Regions from separate parts of the Mus musculus genome. Here region 2 is linked to region 1. Evidence: chromatin contacts called from public promoter capture Hi-C data. All regions are on one chromosome and are shown on one strand. The core of a region is the stretch at or near the end of the contact, and the rest is flanking DNA. Distances in the headings are between cores, read along the strand shown.

The links. Promoter capture Hi-C pulls out the DNA fragments that hold promoters and counts their contacts.
Region 2: a promoter capture Hi-C map of pre-B cells shows a contact between it and region 1, with 6 times the contacts expected there. The contact joins two enhancer-like sites. A contact is called at or near these places in 5 of 39 promoter capture datasets (the C10 cell line, HPC-7-derived erythroid cells, liver and 1 more), 12 of 484 Hi-C or Micro-C datasets (B cells, the HL-1 cell line, bone marrow-derived macrophages and 7 more) and 5 of 115 datasets of contacts at active chromatin or transcription factors (CD8 T cells, astrocytes, bone marrow-derived macrophages and 2 more).

What each region holds. Positions count from the first base shown.
Region 1 is chr17:64,667,059-64,670,639 of GRCm38.p6, forward strand. Man2a1 (mannosidase 2, alpha 1) reads left to right here. Exons shown (of 22, transcript NM_008549.2): 8 at 2,354-2,531. Among named protein-coding and RNA genes, the nearest start is that of Man2a1, 67 kb to the left of the region's middle. Within about 2 kb of position 1,738, at least 52 of the 459 cell types and tissues checked have an H3K27ac peak or open chromatin away from gene starts, as enhancers often do. A contact at or near this core is called in B cells, bone marrow-derived macrophages, centroblasts and 3 more, where this site is marked.
Region 2 is chr17:64,752,721-64,756,301 of GRCm38.p6, forward strand. It overlaps Man2a1 (mannosidase 2, alpha 1), which reads left to right. Exons shown (of 22, transcript NM_008549.2): 22 at 1-2,390. Among named protein-coding and RNA genes, the nearest start is that of Dreh, 13 kb to the right of the region's middle. Within about 2 kb of position 1,556, at least 140 of the 459 cell types and tissues checked have an H3K27ac peak or open chromatin away from gene starts, as enhancers often do. A contact at or near this core is called in B cells, bone marrow-derived macrophages, centroblasts and 3 more, where this site is marked.

The sequences.
Region 1 (3,581 bases), core at 488-2,987:
GTCAGCACCCCTGCGCGTTATAATTAAATGGCAAGTGAACAATGACAGATCAATATACAATGGCTACCTTCCAATACACTGTTATTACCATCTCCTTTGCACTCACTGTAAAAGCTTTCTACTGGGTTTGATTGATTCCATATACTTCTGTTGATAATAAGACTTTTGGTCCTCATTGTACGAAGTGGTAAGAAAAGCAGCTCAACTGCAAAAACACATTTATTAAAATGGAGCACATGAAGAGTATAATTATCTCTTACCTTAATAACAATTTCAGTAACGGTGAGTTGCACAGCTCGGATGAATACACATTTTTGTATCTTTCTGATGTTTTTGACTTACAGAAAACTTTAATTAGAATTATTTATACTTAAGTACATTTGAATAAAAATTGCAAGGATGGACCACTTCTTCAGAAAAAAATGCAATAATGAAGGAAACTTCTCATTTCAAGTCACATATAGTTTCTCATTTTGGTTCCTTAAAGTTCAGTTACTACACTAAAGGTGAAAGATGTGTAATACATTGTGTTGTAATATAGAAATACCAAATTCTGCTAGGGAAAGAATACATTTGAATAAATTGATAATTATGTAATATCATCCGTATTTAAAAGCTCTTTTAAGTAGTTTAGTAAAGTAACAGTTCTGGGTTCTCTGGTATTTTTAGGAGTATATATCAAGTATACACACATACACATGTATGATTAAATGGATATAGGCTATGAGTTTGAGAGAGAGCAAAAAGAGGTTACATGGGCATGGTTGAGTAGCTTTTTAAATAAGTAGATATGATAGTGCACATTGTAGGTGTTATGAAGGATGCCAGGCATGATAGTGCTCATACTGTCTTCTCTCTGTGTGTAAACCACACATACAAGCTTTGGTTTATTTATTAGTCAACATTTTTATTATTTATTACTAGTATTATTACCTCAGGAATATAGTTGAGTGCTCATCTACAGTACATGTTTTATCTGCTCTTATATTTTATTTTAATTCCTCTTACTGGGGGAGGGAGTTTTGTTTCATTTTTCATGTGCATTTCAAATTAGAAGTAATAATAAGAAATAAATTTAGAAAATGTGGAGTTTAGGTAGTTGGTAATAAAGATTAATAACTATCTCACCAAATGCTAATCCTAGAAAACTATGAATCATATATTATTTAAAATCACTATGATTATATTTTACTCATCATGCTATTAAAACTAAGAATTATATATTATAAGAAATTACTATGAAGATAATTTGAAGCTATTAAATTACTGCTAAAAATTTGTATTTGCAAAGCAGTTTCAGAGAGTATAAATTTCAGAATGTCCATATGGGATTCTAAGTTTAATTAAATGTTATTTTTTCATAAAATAACCCCTATTGATGTTCTTTGAGGTACTTTCATAAGTTTTATATTGGGAATTGAAATTTACTTTTGGATAATCTTTGAAGTGAAGATTGGAATCCGAGGCGAGAAACAACTCTTGTCATTTAAACACGAGTGCCTCAAGCTTTGACTCTCCCCACCCTGAATGGCTCTGGCTTTATCTGCTTATTTAGTTTCATTTTGTGGGTCTGTCTTCCTGTTTTTTCAATGGTGTTCCAACTCAGTGCCCCCTCAAAGGGAGTTCCTCTAGAGCACTGACTCTGAAGTATAAAAGCTGTCGACATCAGCATGCCATGCGTGGCTGGCCTTTCAGGGTCATGGTTCAGAGCCCAAGAGGGTGGAAACCAGAATAGCAAATTCAGGTGCCAAGCAGGAGCCACTGACCAGGACAGTGTGACAGTGGCCAGGGTGTTGGTGGCAGCTGTACAGTGAATGGCTGTTCCTTTGGAAGGAAAATATTAAAATTCCAGGAAATATTTGGTATCATGATTTATACTTTTAATCATTTTCTAAATATGCTTTTTCCATGTTTTACCAGAGTATTAGATTTTTGATTGTTAGAAAGTAGGATATTAAAATAGAGCAAAGGTCAGTATTGATATGTAGTTGAGAGACTTTACATCTTCACATATGAGATTATTGTAAAACATGGGCTGTCTGGTGTTTAATTGCTGTGGTAAGGAAGGGGATTCCAGGAAGACACTGGTATCTCAGTTGGCTATGACATCTCAAAGGTTATCTATTGGAAAATGATATAACTTCCGTACAGTAAGAATTTATAGCCATTTAAAACAGACAATAAATGATGGAGAAAACATGTCTTATAAATTTCACTTAACCTAATTTTTAAAAGGAATTAATAATTTTTTTTCATATAATACACCTTTGGTTTCTAAGCTGTCTTTTTCCTGAGTTGCCGTGTCAGCTTTTCCTGATATAATTTTTTAATATCTCCCCCTTCCCTTTCACAGGGCTCAGATGCTATTGGATCAGTACCGGAAAAAGTCAAAACTTTTCCGCACTAAAGTTCTGCTGGCTCCACTGGGAGACGACTTTCGGTTCAGTGAATACACAGAGTGGGATCTGCAGTGCAGGAACTACGAGCAACTGTTCAGTTACATGAACTCGCAGCCTCATCTGAAAGTGAAGGTGAGGAGAGAGCCTTTCTGATGTTTCTGAAGTTGAGCTTCCATCCTCCACTGAAGACCACAGTATCTGGTGTCTCTGTCCCGTGTCCCTGGAACCTGCCTGTATTAACCACAAATGTAACTTTGCCATACGCGGTTGGTGCCATTTCCAAAAGTCATCCTTTCCTCCTGTGTGTGAGGAAATGTCCTGCTTGGGGATTAGAGAAGCAGTCTTTTTATGCGATTTTAAAAACGGTACCTACTAAGTCTCAGCGTCTCCGTCGGGATGTCTGCTTCGTCTACAGCACGTGAAGGTTATTGGTTTCCCTGCTCGTTGCCCCTGTGCTTTACTGATGTGACTGGCTGCCAGGAATGAGCGTTTCATGGGTTTGACAAATGTCTTGTGTTCAGAGAATTCACTTTCATGTTTTCCTAAGCGGAATGATTTCACGCTAAGTACCTCCCTCGCTGGCTTTTCAACTTTTTTCACCTTATATCTGAGGCAGTACCTCACTGAAGCTGGAGTTTGTGTACCTGGCTAGACGGCGTGAGTGACCAATGAGTTCCAGAGCTCCTCCTGTCGCCACCTCTGTAGTGCTGGCTTACGTGGACCACCGTGTCTGGCATTTTTTTTTTTTTTTTTTTGAGACAGGGTTTCTGGAACTCACTCAGTAGACCAGGCTGGCCTCCAACTCTGAAATCCGCCTGCCTCTGCCTCCCGAGTGCTGGGATTCAAGGCGTGCGCGACCACACCGGGCTGTGTCTGGCATTCTTATGTGCGCACTGCTGATCTGAACTCAAGTCCTCATGCTTTGCGGCAAGCGCTTTAGCCACTGAGCCATTTCTCCAGCCCTCTAAATGCATCTTATATATCTTACTTGACCCTAAAGAATTAGGGCATAATTTTGTCATTTTCCCATTTCTTCTTTTTTTATGCTCATTAAAGCAAGTTTAAGAATAATTTTTAAAAAACCATATACATAGAATTGTGCAACCTGTCAGTGTGCAGAGAATTTTTAAGCATCATCTAGAATTAAGCTTAAGCCATCATCCACCCAAAACAACTTCTCGG
Region 2 (3,581 bases), core at 306-2,805, 85 kb after region 1:
CAATCTAGTAAGAAAAAGCCATGCTTTAAAAAAAGGTTTCTTTCTCTGAGTTTGTCCCACAGCTACCGTTATCAGTATGAACTGAGGTAACAAAAATGAAGAACTATTGAAAGATAAGCCCTCAACAGACTGCATCTCAGGTTAAATGCTAACTATGTTTGCATTGAGGGTTGTAAAGAGATTCTCTAGAAGTATTCTTATCTCTGATCATGTTTTATTAAAAAAATACCCATTTGACTTAAATAGAAAGAAAAATCAGAAGTTGGTAGGTAACAGCTTAATGGCCAAAGTAGTTGTAATCATTGATATAAATTTGAATATTTTGTATGTTAAAATAATGTGGAAAAGTGCAATCCCTCAACCCTTATGATAAATGTAGTTGGTTTTCATACTCTTTTCCAATGAACCTCTTGGCTACCCTTTCCTACCCACACATTTAAAAAAATAAGTGATAATTTTAGTCGTTCACCAGTAGAAAAAGAGGTGTATTTTCATTACTTGACAACATGGGATGGGTGCAATTTATTCCATTGTCACTGAAACAGAAGAAGCAGTTCCACTTTAGGTACCACAAGGTGTCTTTCTATACAGCTCATTTGAATACAGGTGTTCCAAGGTGGGGTTTTCTATTTTTAAATTACCATATCAAAAATAAATGTGCCTTATTTTTTTATAAGTCTTGTTAAATCTTATTACTGTCCATATTACTGTTTGGGAGGTGGGGTATTGGGAGGTTGGGATAGGGGGTGGGTACTTTCTATGACACATAAATTATGTAAAATTTTTTGCTTGATAATGCTGGCCACATCCTGATCTGTGTCATTACATTTGTGGTGATGTTACTCTAAACATTTTGACTATTTGAATGTACTGAGATGTCAGAAAACGAAACAAGGGAGAAAAATATTGCTAATTAAAATATGCTGCTGCCAAGGAAACTGCAAGTTGAAGCAAGGATTTCGTAACCCACAAGATCCAAGTACTTCTTGCATTTCACAGTACTTAACCGCGTTAAAGAGAGAATGCTTTAAAAATAGACTGTTTTCTAAAATCCTCTGTGTGTAGCTCATCTTATGTTCCTTACTAAAGAACACGTTCCAAACATTTGTGTGTGGTAAACTCAGCGTGTTAGTCTAGCCCATGTACCATCATGGGACCTTTGAGGTCATTTGAGATCATTGTTTCTGTAATAGAATAATAGTATTTAATTTTGGTATAGAAAGAATGCTTTGGCTATATCCACTTTTGAAAAATTCTCCTCAGTGTCTTAACCTAATTTAGTATTCTTTGACTTTAAACCTCCACTTACCTCTTACCATTCCAGTACATTACAGAGAAAAGCATTTCTGCCTCACTGTTTATTCTGATCGTCATCTGGATTCTTCCTCAAGATGCAGCTCCTACATTCGCTGTTCTGTTGAGTTCCTAAAATCCTTTGCCTATAATCATTAAGGAAATACCAGAATGACAGGACCATTGCAAGGGTATAATTTCATGCAGTAAGCATGTGACGTACATTCCCTTCCTCATTTGTTGGGGAATAAGCAACTGAAAGTACAACAAAACCACTTCCTCCTATAACCTCTGCAGACGCTAGCTAGGACGACCAAGCGCCAGTCCCACGAATATGATCTATTTTCTTGTTGTATCTTAAGTGTATGCCTTCCTGTGGATGTTCACTGTGCTCTGTGGTTAAGTGGCTATGCTTAATCACTACAGAAGTTCTGATGAGGCCAAATGAAACCAGTGGCTGACATAAATAATAAACAAAAACAGCAGACACAGGGGACCCACTCTGTGTTCTGGCCACCAGCTCCTTATTCACAGGTGAAGCAGAAACTCTATGTAACCAGCAAGCTTCTGCTTTTTAAAGTTATTTTCACATTACAACACTGGGGAAATGAAGAGAGGGTGTCTTTTGCTTTGGGTTATGGTCAGAAACTGGTTTCTCTGGCACACGTGGGCAGTCAGCCACACTTCAGACCTGACAGCGGGGGAGGGGGGGGGCGGTCTGTTTAGTTAGGCTTGGTACATCTGTTATCACAGATGCTCAGTGGACCAAGACTGTCTCGCTACTCTCTCCCCACTCTCTGAAATTTTAATTTTGTTTAGAGGTGCATGGTTCAAATATCAGCATTCTAAAAAAAAAAATTGATTTAAGAAAATGCTGTATGATGTTAGAAGACATTGTAATTATCATCCCGTGTCTTTGCTGTACTCGTGCTGAAGTGTTTTCACAGTCCTTTGTCTAGAAGAAAATGTTTACTTTCATTGTGATTATTTTGCTCATTGAAATCAACAGGTTTTGATATTTTTCTCTTGGAAGATTTTTATAACTTTTTGGGAATATGTAATATAAGATCTCTAATAAAATATAATCTTATCCTGTGCATTGTCTTCTGGAGTAATTCTTAATCCTACTTTCAAACAGATCTATTAACACTTTTATAACAAAGAAGTAGAGCAAAGCAGCCGAGGGGCCAGGTGGCTGTTCTTGGTTCTGCTGTGACAAAATCAGCTCTCTTCAGCCCAGCCCTAGTTAAAAGGGTGGGGGGGGGGGGGACAGGATGAGGGTGTGTTCTGTGAACAGGTGGTAGATGAATATTAGTGAGTTCACATCTGTGTGTGATAGATTAAAGGAACACTTTGGTCAGATTCTAGATATGGAAAGAACAGGGCAGAACAGGATATGAAGGTAAATCAGCACACAGAGCTAAGAAGGCCCTTGTAAATAGATCCAGAAAATAAGGCCGAAGGAAGAGAGAGTTTCCGATGCTGCTACTGCCCTGCCCGGGTGAATGCACAGCAGCCATGGCTGAGGAGCACCTTCAGAAAGCGCCATTGGCTGAGGGCAAAGAATACTATCCTGAGGCTCCACAGGTGATGTGCTAACTGGAAAACTTTGATTTATTTCTGGTGGCATGCAGTAAAATGTACAAAACAACAACAACAAAAAACAAAAAAACAAAAACCAAAAAAACCATTTCCCTGGGGAGGTAATGAAAACTAAGTCCTTGGCTCTGTAGGTTTTGGTTCTTCTCTCTCTCTCTCTCTCTCTCTCTCTCTCTTTCTCTCTCTCCATATATATATATATATATATATATATATATATATATATATATATATATATATATGTATATATATATTTCATGTAACTATGTAACTTTGCCTTAGTAAATATATATATATATTTTTTTTACTGTTTTAAATAGTATTTTTAATTGGGTATTTATTTCATTTATATTTCCAATGCTATCCCAAAAGTCCCCCACCCACTCCCCTACCCACCCACTCCCACTTCTTGGCCCTGGCGTTCCCCTGTACTGGGGCATATAAAGTTTGCACTACCAATGGGCCTCTCTTTCCACTGATGGCCAGCTAGGCCATCTTCTGATTACTATGCAGCTAGAGACATGAGCTCCGGGGGGCGGAGGGTGGGGTGGGTATTGGTTAGTTCATATTGTTGTTCCACCTATAGGATTGCAGATCCCTTCAGTTCCTTGGGTGCTTTCTCTAGCTCCTCCATTGGGGGCCCTGTGATCCATCCAATAGCTGACTGTGAGCATCCACTTCTGTGTTTG